Regions from separate parts of the Gossypium hirsutum genome. Here region 1 is linked to region 2. A link is a contact called in public Hi-C data. All regions are on one chromosome and are shown on one strand. Each heading gives the region's core, a stretch centred on a gene start, on an enhancer-like site or on the middle of the called end of the contact. The rest is flanking DNA. Distances are from core to core; before and after follow the strand shown.

Evidence for each region. A called contact is a pair of places that touch in the nucleus more often than the background predicts.
Region 1: a Hi-C map of leaf shows a contact between it and region 2, with 2.6 times the contacts expected there. The contact joins the promoter of LOC107896275 here to the promoter of LOC107896265 in region 2. A contact is called at or near these places in 5 of 34 Hi-C or Micro-C datasets (hypocotyl, leaf and petal).

Annotation. Positions count from the first base shown.
Region 1 is chrA10:108,908,141-108,912,367 of Gossypium_hirsutum_v2.1, reverse strand. It overlaps LOC107896275 (calcium-dependent protein kinase 1-like), which reads left to right and starts at 2,976. Exons shown (of 8, transcript NM_001326839.1): 1 at 2,976-3,057; 2 at 3,136-4,227. The coding sequence starts at 3,411.
Region 2 is chrA10:108,639,632-108,643,493 of Gossypium_hirsutum_v2.1, reverse strand. It overlaps LOC107896265 (ubiquitin C-terminal hydrolase 12), which reads left to right and starts at 1,817. Exons shown (of 9, transcript XM_041078025.1): 1 at 1,817-2,035; 2 at 2,222-2,483; 3 at 2,595-2,663; 4 at 2,746-3,068.

The sequences.
Region 1 (4,227 bases), core at 1,727-4,226, 270 kb before region 2:
CTATATACACAGAAGGGTTAATAACCTTACCCGCTTGTTGGTTTCCCTACTTTTTTAGCTCCATTCTCACGAAGTCTACCCAATGCGGAACCTTCCATGACTACTCTTTCTTCGAGCTACCGAAAAAAATAAAGAACAAGAGAAATTGGGACAAGGTCGGGAATAAATATTATCCTTGGAAACCATCTCCCAACTATTTATAACCCTTCCCGTGCTACTTCTAACCTTATAAGAACCTTGTATTCTCAATCGTTATGTCTTCCATTGAGGAATCGACTGGTTCCATTCTAACCGAACCAGGTTTGATTCTCAACTTTATCCAATTCAGTTTCTAGCTTCCCCGTTTCTTCCAATAGAAGCAATTAATTTGTGGTCTTTTTCAATTTAGTTCTCCAATTATTCTTAATTTCGAGTTTATTGATACATCTCAACAACTCTTCACATGCCTTCCGAGTGAACGAACCATCATATCAAGCCACCATCCACATTTAACCCTCAATAGAAATAAAACATCTAAATTTATACTACTTACAAACTTTTTAATTAAATTGGTCTTACGAGTTAATTTATTGTTTGTGTATTGAAATAATTATAAAGGCCAAAATATTAAGAGTTTGTTTAGACATCACAAAGTAACTGAATGGAACTGTAATTACTAGGGTAGTAATTACACTCTCTTGTAATTACAAAGAATTGTAATTCCCTAGACGTGTTTGGCTGATAGAGTATAATTACATTGTAATTCCCTATAACATGTTTGGTAGTACAAATTGTAATTACATCGTTACATAATTTATATTTTTAAAAATATAAATTATTATAAAAATATTAGTATGATAAAAATAATTTCTAAACAAGTAATAAAAATTAAAATCAAATCGTCATATGCATAATGTTAGTCTAAAAAGGAGATGATAATACAATTACTAGTAAAAATAACAAGAAAATTAAACATCATATGCAATTTTATCTAATTATTAAGATCTCATTCTTTTATATACTCTTTGAAGTATATGGATCATCTCAATTCGATCTATGATTGAAGTTATAAAATATGCAACATGCTAGTACTATTCAACTTTTTTTATGCTATACAAAGGTGATGTGGTTAATATGAGAAATATTTTTTTAGAACAACAAATGTTTAGTTAACCACATTTCAAATTATTGAATGTGTCAAATTAAAGAGTTCATGAGTTGTCTATAGTGCTTGTGTTTGACTCTATTATCTCAAATGATATCATACCACACGATATAGTGTAAGAAAATCTTTTTTATATGATAATTACCATTGACCTTATAATATTTATGTTCGCAGTTCAAATAATTTGTAACTTTAATTATAAAAACTTATATAGACTTAATCTGGAGAAAGACTTAGGCTAGGTTATATCCATTTTTATAATATGTAAATTAAGTCAAAATAATATAATATTTATCCTTTATAAAAAAAGGTTTTATAAATTGTTCGAAACTTTCACAACACTCCATATAAATAATATAATTTTTGTCATATTTTTATAAATAAGTTATTATAAAAAAATTATAACATTTTTTATGAATAAATAGATTATTTTATAATATATATATAGCATTGGCACGTAAATAAATTATATCCATACTTGATTATAAATTTTTATAAATAAATATATTATAAAATTTTTTATAACATGTAAATTATTTTTTTATAACAAACTATTTGGCTATAACTTTAGAAATTTTTTAGCATTTAAATAATATAATTTTTTTTATAATTTTATAAAATACACAAATTATTTTTATTATATAATAATCCGAAACACTTGTATGTATCATGCTTATAATATAATTTTATAATTTGAATAAAAATAAATTTTTAAAATTAAATTTGGGTGTAATTACCTATATAATTATTCTAACTCTCACTCTTCTCACTAAGAATTGAAAAGTGTAATTAGGGGTACTCCAATTATACTCAATTCGATCAGACCTACCAATTATAATAGTTACTCAAACATGCTATCCTTATTTAATTACAAATAATTACACACAAATTCAATTACCTAAATATACCTAGAAGTGAGCAAAACTTGATCCGATTCGAAAAAATAAAAAAAATTCAAATTTCGAGTTAATTGATTCAAATTATTTGAGTTATTCGAGTCAACTAGAATAAGTAATTTGAGTTTCGAGTATGGGTTGAATTTTACAATTTGAATAATTCAAATAACAAGTTGTTGTAAATACAACCTTGGTCCCCGTCAATTTTAAAAATGAGCAAATTAGTCTTTCTCAACAAAAAAATATAAAAAAATCAAAATAAATTTAAAAATTTATATATTTTAAAAAATATATAATTAATTTTTTAAAAAATATATAAAAAATTTAATTTAAAAAAATTATAAAATCTAAATAAATTAATTAATGATTCAAATGATAAAATAAAACTCGTTACCTTAATTAATTTAAAAATGTGTTACTCGATTTAATTGAACGGTGGACTGTAAATATGGGCATTTGGTGCACTTTAGTTGGATAATTTATTGTATTGCGTATTGAAATGGAACATATATAAAAGAAAATGGGACCGGACCCAATACAAAGTCAGGAAAGCTTTCAATTAATGGTACCATTAACCGATAAGCCCGGAATTGATAAAAACCCTAGATCCGGCCAAGCGCGTAAACCCTGCAAATTATGTCCAAACACACGTTTATGCCTCTTTCCATATGTTTGTTCTTTTCTTGTTATTTTAATGCGATAAAAAAAACATTAAATAATGTTGAGATTTAGATATAAACCAAGTTTCAAGGACTCCCCACTTCCACTCTCTTGTAGTTGTAAAACTTGGAAAACAGACTTCTTCCTTTTTCAACGAGTAGGCCAAGACTTGGTAAACCATACTTTTTTCCTTTTAATATAAACTTATTTTTCCAATGATCTTCTTTTAACTTTCTCATCCTTCAACTTTACTCATTTGGGTTTCTGTTTTTTTCCTTTTGGACTTTTGGGGTGTTTTTCCTTTTGAGCATTTCAAGTTTGATTTTTCCAATTACTGAATTTGAGATCCAAGGAGTTGTATGTGTTTTTCTTTTTCTTGCATAGTTAATTTATTTATTAATTGGTGATTGATGATTGTGTTGACTTTTTTCTCAGGTTCTTAAACTTGCTTCTACAATCATCTCCCGTAGTTGTTGTAGTCATTACTTTCATTTTTTTATGGATAGATTTTGAAGTTTGTAGGTAAGTAGTTAGTTCTAGTTTGGTTTTTGATATAAAGATTTTCCCTTCTAGAGGAGAATATAGGGAGCTTGATTCTTATTAGGAAGATCAGATCTTTTGGTATCAGATTGGCCCATCTATTGGTTTTAGATATTAATGTTCAAAACTTTTGATTGTATTTTGAAGAAGAAATTTAAGTGTGAGAGTAGATGGGGAATACTTGTGTAGGACCAAGCATTTCCAAGAATGGGTTTTTCCAATCGGTTTCCGCCGCAATGTGGCGGTCCCGAATGCCTGATGACTCGGTTTCGAGTTCTAATGGGGGAATTGGGAGTGAGGTAGCAGCTAGAGAACCTGAATCACCATTGCCAGTCCTAAACAAACCTCCAGAGCAAGTGACAATTCCTAAACCAGAGACCAAACAAGAGGCCAAAGAGGAGGCCAAACCAGAGACCAAACCGGAAACTGAACCCGAAAAACCGGCCAAACCCAAGTTCCCTCATATGAAAAGGGTGTCCAGTGCAGGGCTTAGGACTGAGTCTGTGTTACAAACAAGGACTGGTAATTTCAAAGAATATTTTAGCCTAGGGAGAAAACTAGGACAAGGGCAATTCGGGACGACTTTCCTTTGTCTGGAGAAGTCAACTAGGAGAGAGTATGCTTGCAAATCAATCGCAAAGAGGAAGTTGTTAACTGATGAAGATGTAGAGGATGTCAGAAGAGAAATTCAGATAATGCACCACTTGGCCGGGCATCCGAATGTTATATCTATAAAAGGAGCTTATGAGGATGCAGTGGCAGTTCATGTTGTTATGGAATTATGTGCTGGTGGAGAACTTTTTGATAGAATCATTCAGCGTGGACATTATACAGAAAGAAAGGCAGCTGCACTTACGAGGATTATAGTCGGGGTTGTGGAAGCTTGCCATTCTTTGGGGGTTATGCATAGAGATCTCAAACCTGAGAATTTTCTTTTTGTGAATCAGCAGGAGGATGCACTTCTCAAGGCTATTGATTTTGGATTAT
Region 2 (3,862 bases), core at 568-3,067:
TGAATGGGGAAGGATGAAAGACTTCATCTCTTCCATTAAAGGAAAGATTTAGAAACTGTTGATGAAATGTTTTAGTATTGGTGTTTTAAGCAAAAGATTATATGCATATAAGTAGATCTCTGATGTAAACCATTAGAACAAGTTCATTTTCTCTTTTTTTTTTTTCCTTCGTCAAATTTCATTGAGTGAAATTGAGTGAAATTTAGTGATGAGAATTTCATTCTTCAATGTGCTAAGGTGAGGAAATTGTAGTGGGTGTGTGATAAATTAAGGTCACTTGTTATTACTGTCGAAAATAGTGAATATTTTATATTAAATTAGACTAAATTGCATAAACAATTTTTGTGTATTTTGTTTGTTTACTGTTTTACTTTCAGCGGTGGAGTAACTTATATTTGCAAAACAACTTATGATAACGTTAGTAACTAATTGCATAAAGATGGCAAAAAGAAAGATTGCATAAAAATGGCAAAAAAAGAAATAAAACACTTGCATGATAATATACAAGTAAAATTTGAAAGTGATTAGAATGGTATTAGGGTTTGTAGATCTGGAGGAAAAATTACTTTTAGTGAAATTTGGGAGTAATTTTTTTATCATTATTCTCTAATTTAATTATTTTTAATTTTTATATTTTTCAAAATTTGAAGTTTCATCAGGAATTAAATAGTAGCCATTAAATCTATTAATTAAAGAGAATAAATTATATTAAGATCATCTAAAAAGTATAGCTTTTAGGCACTAATAAAATAGTGTCACGTCATTAAATTTTAAAGATAACAAAATATTATTATACATGAATAAATTTTATTAGGATGAGAATAAATTATATTAGGATCATCCTAAAAAGTATAGTTTTTAGGCACCAATAAAATAGTGTCACGTCATTAAATTTTAAAGATAACAATGTATTATTATACACTCATCTATATCTAATATCTTCTCCAACTTAATTTAACTTTAATTAAATTATTTAAAATAATTAATTTTTTAAAATTATAAACAAACATATTTTATTTTTTTCACATTTTAATTATTTTGTTTTTTTATAAGTTAATATTTTCTATTTTTGTGTAATTTTTTTCATGTCATTCACATATAATTTTTGTAATTATTTTATCTTAAACCACAAACTCGAGATTCAGGATTTGGGTTTGAGATTTAAGGTTCAAGGTTTGGGTTTAACTTTAAGATTTGGGTTCGAGATTCAAGGTTCAGGTTCAAAGTTTGAGATTATCGGTTTGGGTTCAACAGTTTAGGGTTATAGATTACAAGTTTGAGGTTCAATATTTGAGTTTAGGGTGCAAGGGTTCAAGGTTTTAAGTTTTTGGTTTAGGGTTTGATATTCTAGATTCAGGAGAAAAAAATTACCAAAATTATGTGTCAATGACATGAAAAAAATTGTTAAAATATTATTAAATAATTGAAAAGGGACCATGAAAAATGTGGTGGAAAGGATTCATAAAATTACTTCTCTATGGACAAGTGTATAATAATAATAATTTCATGTCTTTAAAATTTGATGATGTGACAAAATTTTATTAGTGCATAAAAATCTTAGTTTTTAGAATCATCCTAATTTGAGTTATTCCATTAATTAAAATGAGATAATCTTTTTTATTAATGTTATATAAATAATAACTTAATATGACATTACATTTTTTTTTGAAGAAATTCGACTAGCTTTTATTAATATTCAAAAAAGAAACCCACATTGGATCACAACCTGGGCTTAGGCCTACCTGTTTTGATCAGTTTACTACTAAAGCAAAACAAAATTCAAAAACATCTTTGAAAAGTCAAAACCAGATATTATGCAAAAAGGAAATCAAAATAATTAATGCTAGTCGACTTTGTAACAGTTGGACTCCACTTTCCATAGTCTTTTCCCATCATCTGTCCCATCTGTTCCCTTGGTAGCCGTTTCATATCCTCATTACCTGCTACCCTCTACATTTCCTTCTTCACTTTGTATTCTTCAATCTGGTTCTCTGCTCCAACTTCCTTCTTAAAAATCGTCTCTCCCTCGTACCAGGTATGTTTCTTCCTTTTACTTTAACGCTTCTACTACAATCTTATGGGTGAAATCATTTTCTGTTCTGTTTAGAAACTAAAATCTGATATCTTCAAATCGATTAATTCTATTATGAATATCGTGAATAATCGCTCCTATGGTTGATTTATCTCTCTTAATGACTTTGCACTTCTTAATGATTGTTAGGGAATCCCTCATAACTGTCACAGAGGGGAGCTCCATTTTACTCCCTAATTTAACCGTCTGTAAACTCAAAAGGGCTTCAGTAACAAATGAAGACTAAACATTCTGGTGTAAAACTGTCTTCGTCGCCATGAGTCGTCCGCCCCTGCCCCAGACCAGCAGGCCGGATGCCGACTTAAAATTCCTGCTATCAAAGGCTGCGTCGAACTGAATCGTCACTCTGGTTCCTCCCTCTTGATACCTGTAACTGCTGCTCGGTTTTAAGGTACTTGTTTTCATCCTCAACCCTTCGAGTTCAGCTATGTAGTTTTAAACTTTGAGAGATAACTCCCTCCCTGTTTCTGTTTTCTGTTCATGTATGAATTTATTCCTTGAGTTCCAAATAAACCACATGCCACAACATAAAACCTTACATTGCCCAGAGGTACTCATTCTGAAAACCCAGGTAATCCATTCCCAAAATCCTTGAATTGTACTTTCACTGATCCACAACAGATCTAATAATGGCCATATTTCACCTGTTGCAGGACAATACCTAAAGATGTGGGTGATGTCTTCTTCCCCCTTCCACAGCGAGGACATGCCGCATCATTACTCACCCGTTTATGTTTTAAATTAGCTAGAGTAGGGATATAGTTCCAAAATATTCTCCATATTGTAATTGTTATCTTGGCAGGTAGTTGTAAATTCCATAGCTTACCATAGATATCCTTTAGATTGGTCTGTATTAAATAAAAGTTAGGATCCCGGAACCCAACAATCATCCCATACAGATATTCTGGTTCCTCGTCCGACTCTCCAACACAACCCGTCCTGCAGCAATCGCTTAGCAGCCCAGACACTCTTCCAGGTAAGTGAAGGTAGGTTACCCAAACGAGCATTAAGAAAATCTGAATGCGGGAAGTATTTAGCTTTGAGAACCCTTGCTAATAATGAATTTGGATAAAAAAGAATTCTCCAACCTTGCTTTGCTAATAGCACAATATTAAACTGGCAAAGATTGCGAAATCCGAGACCCCCTCCCTCTTTTAAATAGCAAAGATTTCTCCACACACTCCAATGAATTCCTTTTCTGCTAGGACTTTTTTGCCACCAAAATCTCGCTATAATGCTTTCTAATTCTAAACATAATGATTTCGGCAATAAAAAACAGGCCATTGAATAAGTAGAGATGGCTTGGAGAACGGCCTTTATAAATACTTCCTTACCCCCTTGAGATAAGTGTCTCGTACTCTAATTATCAGTTATTTTCTTTATCCGATCTTTTAGATTCTAGAACGACGCTGCCTTCTTTCTTCCTACCATATTAGGCAACCCAATTTAACGCTCTGGGTCATTTGAACATCGAACCCCCAATACTCTTGCTACCTCGCCTTTTGCCTCTGATGTATTTTTACTGAAAAACACTATAGATTTGTCAAAGTTTACACATTGACCCAAGCAGCTTCTATACTCTCGTAGGATGCCCTTGAATATTCTGTCCCCTCTACCAGTCACCTCGCTAAACAAAATACAATCGTCAGCAAACAGCAAGTGCGAAATCTGTGGTCCACTTCTGCTAGTTTAAACACCTTTCAATAATCATTCTTTAGTTGCAAGGCGCATCAAACTAGATAAACCTTCCCTACATAATAGAAAAAGGAA